3 separate regions of the Danio rerio genome follow, and all the other regions are linked to region 1. The links are chromatin contacts, called in public Hi-C and HiCAR-type maps. All regions are on one chromosome and are shown on one strand. The core of a region is the stretch at or near the end of the contact, and the rest is flanking DNA. Distances in the headings are between cores, read along the strand shown. Region 1 holds the start of oga (O-GlcNAcase). Region 2 holds the start of sufu (suppressor of fused homolog (Drosophila)). Region 3 holds the start of zmp:0000000662.

Region 1 (4,582 bases), core at 957-3,456:
AGTTGCTCTTTAAAAAAAACAAGAGAGAGAATTACACTCAAACATTTTAAATCATTTAAAATGTTTAGAACTTCAAATGACAGGATTTATTACCTGCTTCCTCAACAGAATACATTTCTCTCCAAAACATTCTGTGTTTGTAGTCATCTTTTGGGGCATACAAATATGTGTTCAAGCCCCATTTCTGCTGCCTGAAACAACAAATAAAATAAAAAAACTCAGATAAATACCAGAGTCCTGTTGAATACCCCTCCCCCCACTGGACTGTGTTCACACAGTGGTTTTTGGTTCTGAACCCTGGTATGTTTACATCATCACAAGGGCAGATGTTACTAAGTAACACCAGTGCAGTGGAAGCCACGAAACAACTGGATATCATTGCTAGGATGCCTCAAAGATGAACTTTGCACTTTAAAATGTAGCTTTACTTTTAATTTGCCAACACTGAGCAGCACATGCATCTATTTATCATGAATTTAATGTAAAAGTTAAAATAAGCAAGAGTCATCTTGTGACATAACATCCTATTTGGTTCAGTCTTTAATCCATTTTGCATTCATATTTTAGTCAAACTGCACCAAAACTTGTCTAGAAATGGACTGCAAGTGCCGTGTCAGTGGTATTGGACTGATTGTTTGCTGTGCACCAAGTTCCAGATGACAGGGTTTATATATATATATATATATATATATATATATATATATATATATATATATGTGTGTGTGGTTGTTATTGTGTTTGTCTACACTATACAGCCAAAAACACAAGATAAATGATGACTCCTGCTCAAGTGCATGTTTTGCCGGCATGCATGCTTGCAGTCTACTACTAGTGTACTATGAAAGGGGCTTGACATATCACAGGGAACAATGCAGAGTACTCCAGAAGTCCAGAGAGCAACTATGGCTAGCCACATTTCTGTTTCCAAAAGTTTGTTTCAGGCCATTTATATTCACCAGAATTTCTTAATTAAACTGGGGTCTTTGGCTTGTTTAAAACACCTTTGCCAACAATAACCATAAAAATACTTATGCGTTTTAAAATAAAAGTGCACTAACGTTAGTGTAAACGACACCCAACTGAACCAAACCTACCACTCGTGAGCACACGCTATATGCCAGAATACTTCCGGTAGAAAAAACAAAATTACATTATAGTGAAACTATGCAAAATAACTACAAATTTAACCCATGCAAGCACAATTAAAGAAAGGAATGGGATAAAAGAAAATGGCAGGATAATGGCACATGCTTGCAATACCTCCTGAAAAGCTCTTTCCTTTGTTCCATAGTCCATGGCCGTCCATAGAAGCCTGTTGTGAGCAACAAATACAGAAATGAAAATGTTTTCACAAACACGACAAATTCCACACACACATGCGACAAACAATAAATATTAAAAAAATTATAAATGTTATATTTGTATGTTTTTTGCGTTAAACAATGTCGGTATCTAACTAACTGAAGCTATTGTAACAGCTGTTTCCACCTAAAGTTTCATGGCATTATATTGAATTTACGTAAATTCTCACCCTCCACAACACCGGTGATGAATTTCCTGCGGCCTGTTCGCTCAATCTCGATGGTGGGCTCGTCAACTGGACACTGGGTATCTGCAACCGCTTCCACTGGCACTGGAATAACTTCAACCTCTGGCTGCGACGACTCGATTATTTTGTCTTTCTGAACCATATTGAATCGTTCCTAATAACAGTTGTCGTAGATATCAGATTTGTAATCAGCCAACGCTTTTCTTCCGCAGGAAAACAGACTCTTCACCCAATTCAGTTTCTGGGTTAGTAGGCCATTGAGTCACCGGTAGGTGGAAATTCAGTCGGATGAAACTGAAACGATCTGCATGAACCAACTGCAGATGTTTTCGTTTTTTATCACAACAGTCATTCGCGTACAATACTGATTTCTTTCTGGACTGTATGTAGTCCGTTTGCGATCTGTCTTTTAACGATGCGTTAGTCTGTACCGCCAGTTAACGTTAGCATAACCCGCTTTTTCTCTTTTCGCTTTAGTTCAGTCACGTCACATCATGTGCGGAAAATACATTTATGATTTAACCAAGCATCTTACTGTACACATGCTTCGCGTCTTCAAAAAGAGATTGTCTGCGTAACGCCGCGTTCATCGACAGTGTTTAATTTTGCACTCTTCTTCCTGTTTACACTTACTGCGCAGGCTCAGGAAACTGGTTTGAGCCAGTAACGGACGGTTTGTGCGAGTCTGAAAACAAATCTCTAGCCTGCCTCTTAAAGGGGCAGCAGCGAGAATTTCAGCTTTTGTCGAGTTTCAGTGAGAATCGTGGATGGCAAAAGTTAATTTAATTCATCTTATAAACATTTAGAATAAGATAGATACATGTTTTTGCTAGGCCAGACTCTGCTGTGTTGTTGAATTATAAAAGAGACAACAACATAGTTACAACATTATTACAACTATCACCACTAAGTTACTACAAAAACAAACAACAATGCAATGTGTTTCTTGTGTAGTTTATTAGCAATGTATTCATTTTGACAAATAAATCAATATGCATAAATTATAGTTAGAAATTAGCTTGTGCATCATTTCAAATCTCTTTCCACTTTTTGTTTTAATCCAAATATGTATTTTGACAAAATGAGCATTTTTAGGCTAAGTTTAATAATGATTCCTTTCAGAAATGTTATATTATGTACATAATAGTTTAAAGATTAACACATTGTATTAAAGTAATGCTTTGTAATCTGTTGTTGGGAAGACTTCAATACTTTTTTTAATGTAACATTTATATTTTTTAGTTTACCACATTAGAAGTTGCATCAACTGCATGAATCTTCCAATTAAAACCTGTAAAATGCTGGATTTCTTTATCAGCCACATTAGCAACTAGTTCTCTACACCTCACAAACCTGGCCATTGTCCTCAGCAGTCTTTCTCAATTACCAGCTGTCGCCCTAGATTATTCTTGACAGCACTTGTCAGTTTCTCATAAATAAAACAAATCACCTAGTTATTATTGGTTTAGCAGGAGCTGCTTTGAAACCTTACGCCTGAGATTGGGGATTTATCATTCATCACCTTTGATTTATCACCTTTGAAAAATGCAGATCTAAATCTTTCTTGATCAACAGAGTACCACAGGGCTTGGTAATGGGGCCTCTCATTTATGAAAATTTGGTCCCTTGCAATAACAATCTCGGTCTGAGAAAGTGCAAGGTCTAAATCTTTAAATCAAACTTTGATAAGACAGGAGAACATTTCTAACATTCAAATAATAAACTTATTTACGTTCATGACTACGTAGGTAGGGTACAGTAAAGGTTATCCTTGCTCATTGATTGCAACCTATTCAGGATTCTGCTGCATGTTTTCTCTAGCATATTTGCAAGAGTGGTCTTTTAGTCATTGTCTTAAAGGTATGCTATGGTAGAGCACAATCTTTATCTTTGAACTGCTCCACCCATTACACACTGTGACCTTGGCAAAGATTGCAAGCACTAAACTCCACAAACCAAGTTTTAAGGTTACAGCTCCCAAGCCAGGCAAGTGTCGTCTTCAGTCTTTTCACCCCTTTATTGTGTGAAGATCCATATATAGTCATTTCATTGATTGTATGTGTGTGTGTGTGTGTGTGTGTGTGTATATATATATATATATATATATATATATATATATATATATATATATATATATATATATATATATATATATGTGTATCTATCTATCTATCTATCTATAGTAAGCAGCTCAAACGTCTTGTATTAACCCCTGTAACATTGCAAGGTTTATTCAATGAGTATTTGATTAAGTGCCCTTTATAGGGTTAAACAGCAGTTGTTCAAGACTACTAAAGCTTCCGAAAAACATCTGCAATGGACATGTACAGAACTAAGTTTCAGTGAATGAGCGCCACCTGGTGGTTCTATTACAAGGAAATGCAGTCACTATTTTTAAAACTAATTTTTCACTGCAAGAGTCTTTATTAGCAATTACCAGCCACTTTTAGAAAGAAAGAAATTATATATATATATATATATATATATATATATATATATATATATATATATATATATATAAATAAAATACAAGCCCAATAGCCATTGCACCTATTTTTTCACTAAAAAATTGAATATCAATTAAAATGACAATGCACAATTAATTTCCATACACAATTTTCAGTTCCTGTAAAATCAAGGGAAACTCAGTTTATTTTTATACAGTATTGCAGACAGAATAACACATCTGAGAAAAGTCAACACAAATAAATTCTTTCATCTTGGGTTTATTTACCTTGACGAACTTGTTTATAAATCTTTATACCCCAACATAATGTTTCCATTCAATTCCTCTTAAAATGTGTCCAACAATCAATTCAGATTAAACATTTAAATAAATTCAATCCTTTTAAAAAATACTATTTTTCCATTCCATAGTTTATATTTCATGATTTTTTTTTTTGCACTTTCTATTTTTCTTACAAATCTTCACTTCAATAGAAGGTGTAAACTTGCAGAAACAAAAACAAAGAAAAGCAAAACAAACAAAATAAAATAAAATAAAAAAAAAACAGTAAATGAGAGGCAACACTG
Region 2 (4,513 bases), core at 168-2,667, 170 kb before region 1:
AAATATAAGTAGCCTACCTAACATATTTGTAGATTTCACTGTACTTATTAACATGTTTGTTTTATAATTAATTTAAGTTCAACGGAATGGAAATCTTTCAACGGAATGGAAAGATTTTACTGCTGCATCTGACTGAGCAATGAAGTGTTCATTACTCAGATAGACATACAGATAGACATACAGTAATAGTAAAAATGAAAATGAAAACTAAAGTAGGCCTGCAGCACCTACCATGTCATGACACGACTGTTTTTTATGTGTAAAACTTGAAATGAAACACAGAACACGTTTTTGGTATCCAAATACCAAGAAGCTTTTGTCTTATTTTACAATAAGTATATTTAAAAAGAAAACAATGTCAAGCAACGCGATCTGCTTTGTTGTAAATCTCAAACCAACAAAATATCAGTTTTAGGATATAATGGAGAACAAGGTCCATTGCATTTACAATCAAAAATAAACAAATAAACAAACAAATAAATAAATAAACAAACAAACAGACCGAATAAAATGCAGCAAATGTCCAGCAGGTGGCAATAAACATTAGTGTTTTTAATGGAAAACTAATATATTAATGAAATCTCTGGCGTATTAAACCCCCATTGATTAAACCACATACAAAAGCTGAGAAGTATTATTTAAAATTAGATTGCGTGCGTAAATCTATTGAAAATGTAAAAAATTAAAATAAAAAAAAATTGGGCAAAACGAAAACATGAAAAACGTACATTGAAAAATAAATAAAATATAGTAAAAAACACAGGAAATAGGGTAGGAACAAATGGCAATATTTATAAATCTTAATATAAAATATAAAAAAGATAAATAAAAAGTTGGTAATAGTAAGAAAGAAATATGTGACAAATGTTAAAGATGGGGAATTAGAAAAAGTCTATAAAATATATGATATTTTAATGCATGGTGTGTACAAGTAGGAATATATAAATTTGAATTAAAAATGTAGTTAGCAGGAGAAAATAAACAAGACACTAATTAAAGTAATTAAAAAGTTTGAAAGAAATTTGAAAATGGCACGTTTAATTTTTATTTATTTTAGAATGGGCTAAAACTAAACTTCCACCATTTCTATTTCTATGAACTTCCACAAATGGTTCTGTCTATGGAAATATAATATTGGTACATTGTAATAAAATAAATTCATTTTTAAGAAGCATTATGAAAACAAAATAATTTCAAAAATATCGTAAATTAATACTAAATAAACACAATATGAGTTGATTCATGTTGATGGCATTTTTGTTATGGATGCCACAGAGTCCCGCCTACACATGGATCAACAAGAAACTCCGCAAAACATTCGTCCAATCACATCGCCGCTCTCACATCGTTCCTTTCTAACGGCAATTCTCATTGAGTGGATGATGTGTCAGTCACAGTAGCAACGTCCCTTTTCTGGACATCAAACCACAGAGGAAAAACTGCAACAGGGGCTTCACTGAGGGGGCGAAAGTGTAACAAAGCGTTTTCCAGCACCGGTGACTTTATCGCCTTTTCCAATACGGAAGTTGAAAAGAACAACACATTTTCTTGCTTTTCGAGAACTTTTCCCTGTTTGGCGCGGCCGTGCGGGGATGGATGAGATGCGGCCTAGCAGCGGAGCAGCAGCACACCTCGGCCTCGCCTCGATCTTTCCCCCGGGATTGCAGGCCATTTATGGGGAATGCAGACGTCTGTATCCCGACCAGGCGAACCCGCTGCAAGTCACAGCCATTGTGAAGTATTGGTGAGACGCCTGAAACATTCAAATGTCATGTCGTTGCTTGTTATGTGCGCATTAAAGCAGCAAAATAATTGAATATAGCTTGCAGAATAGTTTCACAGATTATAGTTTTCCTTTCTAGCCTGAAAGGAAGAAGTACTTCTAGGCAGAAAACAAATTTTCCAGTGAACCTTTTCTCCATCTCAATATATCACCCTTTTCTCTCAAAATCCTCCTTTCAGGTTAGGTGGTCCAGATCCTCTGGATTACATTAGTATGTACAGAAACGTGGGATGTCCTGGACAAGACGTACCAGAACATTGGCACTATGTCAGCCTGGGTCTCAGTGACTTGTATGGAGACAACAGAGTTCACGAGTAAGAATGTCATATTATAACAGGTCATGACCTTACAGTGTTGTTTTGTTACAACAGGACAGCTAGTCTAGTTCAAGCCATGTTGTTATTTACCTGAAAGTGGAGATCAAACTTAGAAAACAATTCATAAAACACTTCATATTTAAAAAAAAAAAAAAATCAAAAATTTTCTAAATGTAAGACCTTGTGGTTCTAAACCATGATAGTGAAACAGTATTTTTCAAAAGAGCCAAGGCACTTCAACAAAAAAGACCTTTATTTTGAGGAAAACCATGATCAGAACTGGACAGCAAAAATATAATAAACAAGGCTGCAACACCAAAGATCCAAAAATACCAATTTATTAAATGAAGAAGGCTAGCACAATGCATGTAACGTTTTGAGCACATGGTCTTTTCATCAGACTGTATTCATCACAGCATGTTGCTCCTTTTATTCGGGGCATTCTCCCAGAAACCATTTTCACTTATAAAAACGCAACAGGGCCTGACCTACGCTTGTCGTTCTCAAAAAAAAAAAAAAATCATACAAAAACAAACATAAAATCAACTTGAGTGGATAGAACACATCCTTGATCTCCGTCAGCTTCTTATTTATCAAATGATGTCACTTCTGAGTCTTAGCCTTAAAAAAAGTTTTATTCAATTCAATTTAGCTTTATTTGTATAGCGCTTTTACAATGTAGATTGTGTCAAAGCAGCTTCACATAAATGGTCATAGCAACTGGATCAGGGTAGTTCAGTTTTTAGTGTTTAAGTTCAGTTCAGTTTAGCTCAGTTCAGTGTGGTTTGAAGTCATTATTGAGAGTCCAAACACTGAAGAGCAAATTCATCGATGAGTAGCTTTTCAGATCCTGAACCATGCAAGCCAGTGGCGACAGCGGAGAGGGAAAAAAAATTCACCAATAGGAGAGTGAAGAAAAAAACTTTGAGAGAACCAGACTCAGTTCGGCACGACCGTTTTAATGCAAGCATTTTATGTTAAATTTAATGCAAATGTGACAGGACACAGAAACATGTGGACAATTGTAAATTTGTTTGTTATATATTTGTAGCATTTATTTGTAGAACCTATTTATAACTTCATGTTTTTATTAGATCAATCAATGTAAATGATAACAACTTAAACTTATGAAGTATTCATAAGTGAAGTATTGTTCTTCTAAATTGCAGTTTATAGCTAAACAAAACTATTAAAGCTGTAGAAACAACTTGGCTGAGGAGAATGACAATGACAGAGTTTACAATGTAAAGTGTTTTAAATGAAGAAACAAATGAAGACATGTTCCTTTACAGAATTCAACCCCAGAAATCAACCATCACTCCATTTTAGACATTTTTGGGATGAAATACTGTTTATTTACTGCATTTATGTTTTTATTTCTGGGACAGATAATGTATGTTTCTGGTAGAATGTCCCATATACTTCTGGATCAGTTGATCTCATACGTAATCTTACCACAAAAAAATAGAAAAATGCACATTAGTACATTACACAACTTACACATTCAAAATAAAAATACAAAAATAAATCAATCCAAATACAACAAAAAAAGCAACAAAACATAGCCAGAAAACTTTTACCCAAACAACTGAATAAACATTATATAGTATATCATATATAATATATATAAAGTATATCAGATTCCTTATTTAAACCTCTTGGAGACAACCCATCTAGAGTGGAAATCCAAAAGGCTTCATGTTTTAACAGCCATTTATTAAGATCTGACTTATGCAGAGTTCAGACTGCATGATTTCAGCCCCGATTTTGACTCACCCACAGGTTTTGAGCAATCGCAGACAAATTCCTGAAATCACAGGCAAATAGCTGCTCGTTCACGCGAGTAACAATCACACAGTGTGAACTATCCAAGACGCTATCTGAGATAATCGCTGATGAGTCGCCGACACCTGTGAGAAATTTGGCACGCTAAATATCTGGAGCTGTCGCCGATTCAAATCATACCGTGTAAAATGAGTTTCGACTGAAAATAACATCGGCGATTACCGACAATGAGAGAGCAGCATCCACTTGTATGGGTCTCTGCAAGCCAGCAGGACGTTGGGGTAGAACTTAAAATTGCTTCTTCTCAGTCAATTTGGACCCAAGAAATGGGGGAAAAACTAGTGTAAATTTGGCAGGAGCGCTCGAGCTATATAACGATTGGGTCGAAAAAAAAAGTTAAGGAGAATTTGCTAACTCCCTTCAAAGGCCAGAGGCCTCATGTACGAAGACTTGCATTGAAATCATACTAAAACATGGCGTACGGACAAAGCTGTAAATGTGCGCACGCTGTTAAAAATTTAAATGTATGAATTGTAACATAATGTAAGAATCCCACGCATATTCTCTTTGTACATTTGAATTAACGTGAAATTGAGTGCATGAGCAAAAAAAACCTCCCTGCCTCCTC
Region 3 (4,483 bases), core at 1,961-4,460, 200 kb before region 1:
TTAATATATATATATTTTTGTTAAATTGCACCAAAAGTTTACTGAGAAATAGATAAAAATATTTATTTTCATAATGGGGTGTACTCATTTATGCCAAGCACTGAATATAAATGCATATACAATGACCCAAAAAACGTTAATACTTTCACCTGACAATCTGATGACCCATATAGAGCAGCAGGGCACAAAGAACATGCAGGTAAAGCTGGATAATGTGTCCCAGTGGCAACAGCAGCACCACAACACTCACTATGTGACCTGCAAAACAGACCAACAACAATACACGTTACACACTGCATACTGCACTAGTGCTTCAATATAAAGAACTAATAATTACCCAAGTAATATATGTTCCAGATGACGTATTTGTACTTGAAGAGCATGTCTTCGGTCCTCGCTTTGAGATGATCAGTGAAGCTGTCAATGTCACATTTATACAGCATGTCCAGGACCAAGATACTGGGTACCCTGAGGACAACATTAGCTACCTCCTCTAGTCGAGGCATCTTAATGCAGACAAAATAAGCACCAGTACTATGCAGGAAGGCTGTCACATCATGACATTTTCATATGACTGTGCTTCTGTATTGTGCTCCTGTTTGGTGGCTCTCTTGAAAATGTACAGGACATCGCTGAGTGTTGCTAATTGGTGGATCCGATGTGAAAACTGCGAAAGGAGAAACAGTTTAGGATTAATTTCTGACTGCAGCCAGATTGTTTCTAACATTAAGTCTTGTGCTTTTTATTAGAGCTCTCCCATATTGAAAAAAAAATTAACATATTTTTTTATTCTGTAATATATTGAGATCATGAACACAATTTCACTAGATTTCCTTTTGGGGACAAAATATATAATTTAGGATTGATTGGGAGGATTCTGTAGAGGTGTGCATCTGCATAAAATATCATCATTTTTAAATATCATAATTTTAAATATCATAATAGCATAAAACAATCTACAAGCAGAGATAAATTGAATAAAAAACAAGATACAAATTAATTAAACATTGTTTTACTGTTTTCCAATGAGCCTACCTGCATTCAACATACAGTAATTGAATAATTAAATGTAAAATAATATTGCATAGTCTTTGTTGTGTAACCAATTTAATAAAATTAATTGTTCTTAAATTTTTAAAGTTACAAATGGTAGAATTTCTTGAGTCTTTTTGCTTTTAAAATCCTCATTAGGGTTGGCCAATGTCAACCAATTTGTCATTGAACAATGTCTAATGTGAAACATCGCGATGGACGATGGCATCGTTGTCATAGGCGGCGATGAATAAATTATTTATGAATAATGAATTAATTCATAACAAGTTTATTATTTGTAGCCTACCGTTTCAACTACCTGACCCGCATGGTCTTTGTTTTATCCATAACCAAATCATAAATAAAGATAAGTACAGTACACTGCAGCACATGCCAGTGTGTGTGTGTGTGTGTGTGTGGTCAAGTGATGTGCATTTTCAGCGGTATAGTGTGGAAGAATGGCTTTTCAGAAATGCTAGGTGAAACGTCAGTGTGGACGTGGATCATTTCCGTTCTAAAACGATAATAAAACTAAGACATATTAGTGTAAATCGGGCCCCAGTATGTTGTTTTCACGAGCAGGTTGCTGCTGCGACAGGGGTGTGGGCGAGGATCGTGATGCTGGCTCAGCATGGTGATGTCGATCGGCAATGTATGATGGCATCGACCCAACCCTAATCCTCATATAGTTACAAGCGTCAAAAACACTTGCGAAATGATTATTATAATCCAATCTCAACATTGCATTTACTCACAATGTGACTATTGCGAATGATCACACTGCAATATCGATACTGAAAAAACATTTAACACAGCCCTAGTTTATATGGACATGTTTGTTCATAAACCCATCATTTCTCAAAGCCATAATTTTATTCACATATAATTTTTTTTTTACTATATTCGCATATTTTTTAATAGATTTACAAATTTTTTACTATACATGCTATATAATTGGCTATATGTAACAGTTATCATTGTCGGATAACAGTTAACAGTCGGATCATTTGGGTTGTTTAAGTTATGCCAAAAAGACTTTTAATATTTCACCTTCATTTCCTTGCATAGATCAATTTCTCACAAGCTGCATAAAATGTTAAACTCAGGACTTTTTGGTCAAAACCTCCCCCCTTGAAATACAACACTGCAATATTTAATCTCAGTGCCATTTGAAAATAGAAAATCATACATTATTAGTGATCTGCTTTCATTAAAGAAATAGGTGAAAATGAAATGAATAAACAATCACAAGTGTAAAGTAAAAAGCAGCATATACTCTCTTCTGCTTCGTTTTTTTTATGCACCATGTGTTATTCTGCTTATTTATTTATTATGTATATTGGTATGAATCTCAGTTTATTTTGTATGTAAATACTGACAGATTTGTGTGTAAGTTTAAGGGACACAACAATTATGCATTAAAATTTATGTTAACTCCCATTTTTGTGTCAATTAATTTCATAATGTAATGTTAATATGTCAAAATATATGCTAAGCATTTAGAACATGAAAAAAAATTGATAGCATAGGAAAATTTAAAAAAATACATAGTATATTTTTGTCATAGGTACAACAGTGTCACTGTGTAAACAAACCCTTATAAAAAGTGTTGAAATCCTCATAAAATGAAGGTGGTTATCTTTGTCAATGAAAGCTGAAACAATTACTGATACATGACACTTCCATTTTGGCACGAACATGCAGTTTATATGACGCACAAGTATTAAACAAAGACTTTATGAAACAAATCAGCTATATCAGCACCACTTAAATCATTCTCTGCAATCTCAAACTTGTTTAAAAAGGATTTCGGGAACTTTTCAGATCAAGAAAAGCTGAAAAATCGCATAAACATCTTCGTCGCAAACTAGACCACATAAAACCAACTAAAATAAGAACACCATCTTCACATGTTACAAATCTGTCGTGATTTAATGTCACGTATGGAAACGGCAAGAACTGTCCCTTGTTTTTAATATTTGGGTGTATTTTAAAGACGGTCGCCTCCCACCTGCAGTGTGTGTGTTGTGTCATCATGGCAGCTCGCGGCTTTTTCGCCTCAACAGAAAAGCGCTTCAGCACAGCTTATCCTCGAAAAAATAAACAGTTTACACACCTGTCACGACCGCACACTGACTCAAAACTACCGTCAACTGCAAACAGACGACTTCCTTTCCTCCTCTTTCTTCTTCGTTAGATTTTATGTTTAAACGGTAAACTAGAATCACCCATTACCGCCGCTTACTGGAGCTCTCGGGAATTCATCAGCTTCCACACTGAGCTGTATTACAATATCATCTACATATAGAGTCGAGCAATTCCATGCAAATGTCAACCTTGCCATAAAAAAATTAAGTTTTTGACCAAAATAGCTAAACCTTTTCTTAATAAGTTTATTATTGTAGGCTTGTATTTTACTGTACAGGCCCCATTGGTACAGGCCTGTAGCCCACCTGGTGAAAGGGGTGGTTCTTTTTTCTTTTTTTCTTTGTGAAGTTAAAGGCCTCATTTAGACTACTATTTTATTAGGAGATTTAAATACCGCATTTTATTGACATTTAAAGTACTATTTTAGGTAAAATAGATTATTATGGGATGGTCATCAAAACCAAAAAAATACATTTGAAAATTCATAGTCCAAATAGTATTTAAATTCACTTTTGGTTGGTGCTTTACTTTTCATTGGTCATTTTTTATTTCAAGAATAAGGTCCAAGATTTTGAAGAAAAGTTACTTGTCAAATATTTGCTCTATAAAACAATACATTAGCGAAAGACGACTTCCCTTACATCAGATTGTATGTTTTCTTGCACGGCTGGATGTTGAATTCATGAAAAATTATAGTTAGCATTGGCTAAAACTGAGTCACACCAAAGCGACAGCCAACAGAGGATTCCACTTGGTCTTAAAACATTTATCGGTAGGTTATTTTAACTATTTATGATGGCATAGCAGTCAAAATAGGACAAATGAGCTCATGTGGGACAAATTCTGGAAATTGTGGGATTTCCAAAAGAAAGGTTCTGGAAACCTCTGTCAGTGAGGGGTGGGTCTTCTAAACCACCCGAATTCCCTCCTCATAAACCCCATCAAATAGAAATTACAAAATACTATTTTGTATTTAAAACTTGTATTTGAAATATGTGTATCATAAATACTGTCCATCTCTTATTTAAACAATTATATTTAATTTACTAAATTCACAAACGTGGCAATTTCACATCTGTCACATCCATAGCGGAGAGAGATGTCACACCCATAACAAAGCGTTTTCCTTATAAATGCAAACCTGTCACATAAAATTAAATCAATGATTTTTGTTCTAGTGAGCCGACAATAATCCTTTTGATTAGCGTTTTTACTGTTGGGTTGTGCAGTTTAATTTACAGAATTTCCACAGAACATGTTGTACACAATACTGTAAACTCGCAGACTTATTTTTATCGCTGCT

What was found. Hi-C and Micro-C count contacts between places; a contact is called where the count stands out from the background. HiCAR-type assays count read pairs that join an accessible place to other places.
Region 2: a contact with region 1 is called in a Hi-C map of hematopoietic stem cells, with 2.6 times the contacts expected there. The contact joins the promoter of sufu here to the promoter of oga in region 1. A contact is called at or near these places in 4 of 18 Hi-C or Micro-C datasets (caudal fin, embryo, hematopoietic stem cells and 1 more) and 1 of 4 datasets of contacts at active chromatin or transcription factors (caudal fin).
Region 3: a HiCAR-type map of caudal fin shows a contact between it and region 1, with 6 times the contacts expected there. The contact joins the promoter of zmp:0000000662 here to the promoter of oga in region 1. A contact is called at or near these places in 3 of 18 Hi-C or Micro-C datasets (caudal fin, fibroblasts and an unstated tissue) and 2 of 4 datasets of contacts at active chromatin or transcription factors (caudal fin and embryo).

Annotation. Positions count from the first base shown.
Region 1 is chr13:12,419,072-12,423,653 of GRCz12tu, forward strand. It overlaps oga (O-GlcNAcase), which reads right to left and starts at 2,207. Exons shown (of 16, transcript NM_001305556.1): 1 at 1,532-2,207; 2 at 1,261-1,312; 3 at 94-191; 4 at 1-7. The coding sequence starts at 1,691. It overlaps pprc1 (PPARG related coactivator 1), which reads right to left. Exons shown (of 14, transcript XM_001338200.9): 14 at 4,263-4,582.
Region 2 is chr13:12,250,311-12,254,823 of GRCz12tu, forward strand. sufu (suppressor of fused homolog (Drosophila)) reads left to right here and starts at 1,418. Exons shown (of 13, transcript NM_201309.1): 1 at 1,418-1,744; 2 at 1,963-2,097. The coding sequence starts at 1,593.
Region 3 is chr13:12,219,610-12,224,092 of GRCz12tu, forward strand. It overlaps zmp:0000000662, which reads right to left and starts at 3,211. Exons shown (of 11, transcript XR_012389191.1): 1 at 3,044-3,211; 2 at 338-667; 3 at 150-258.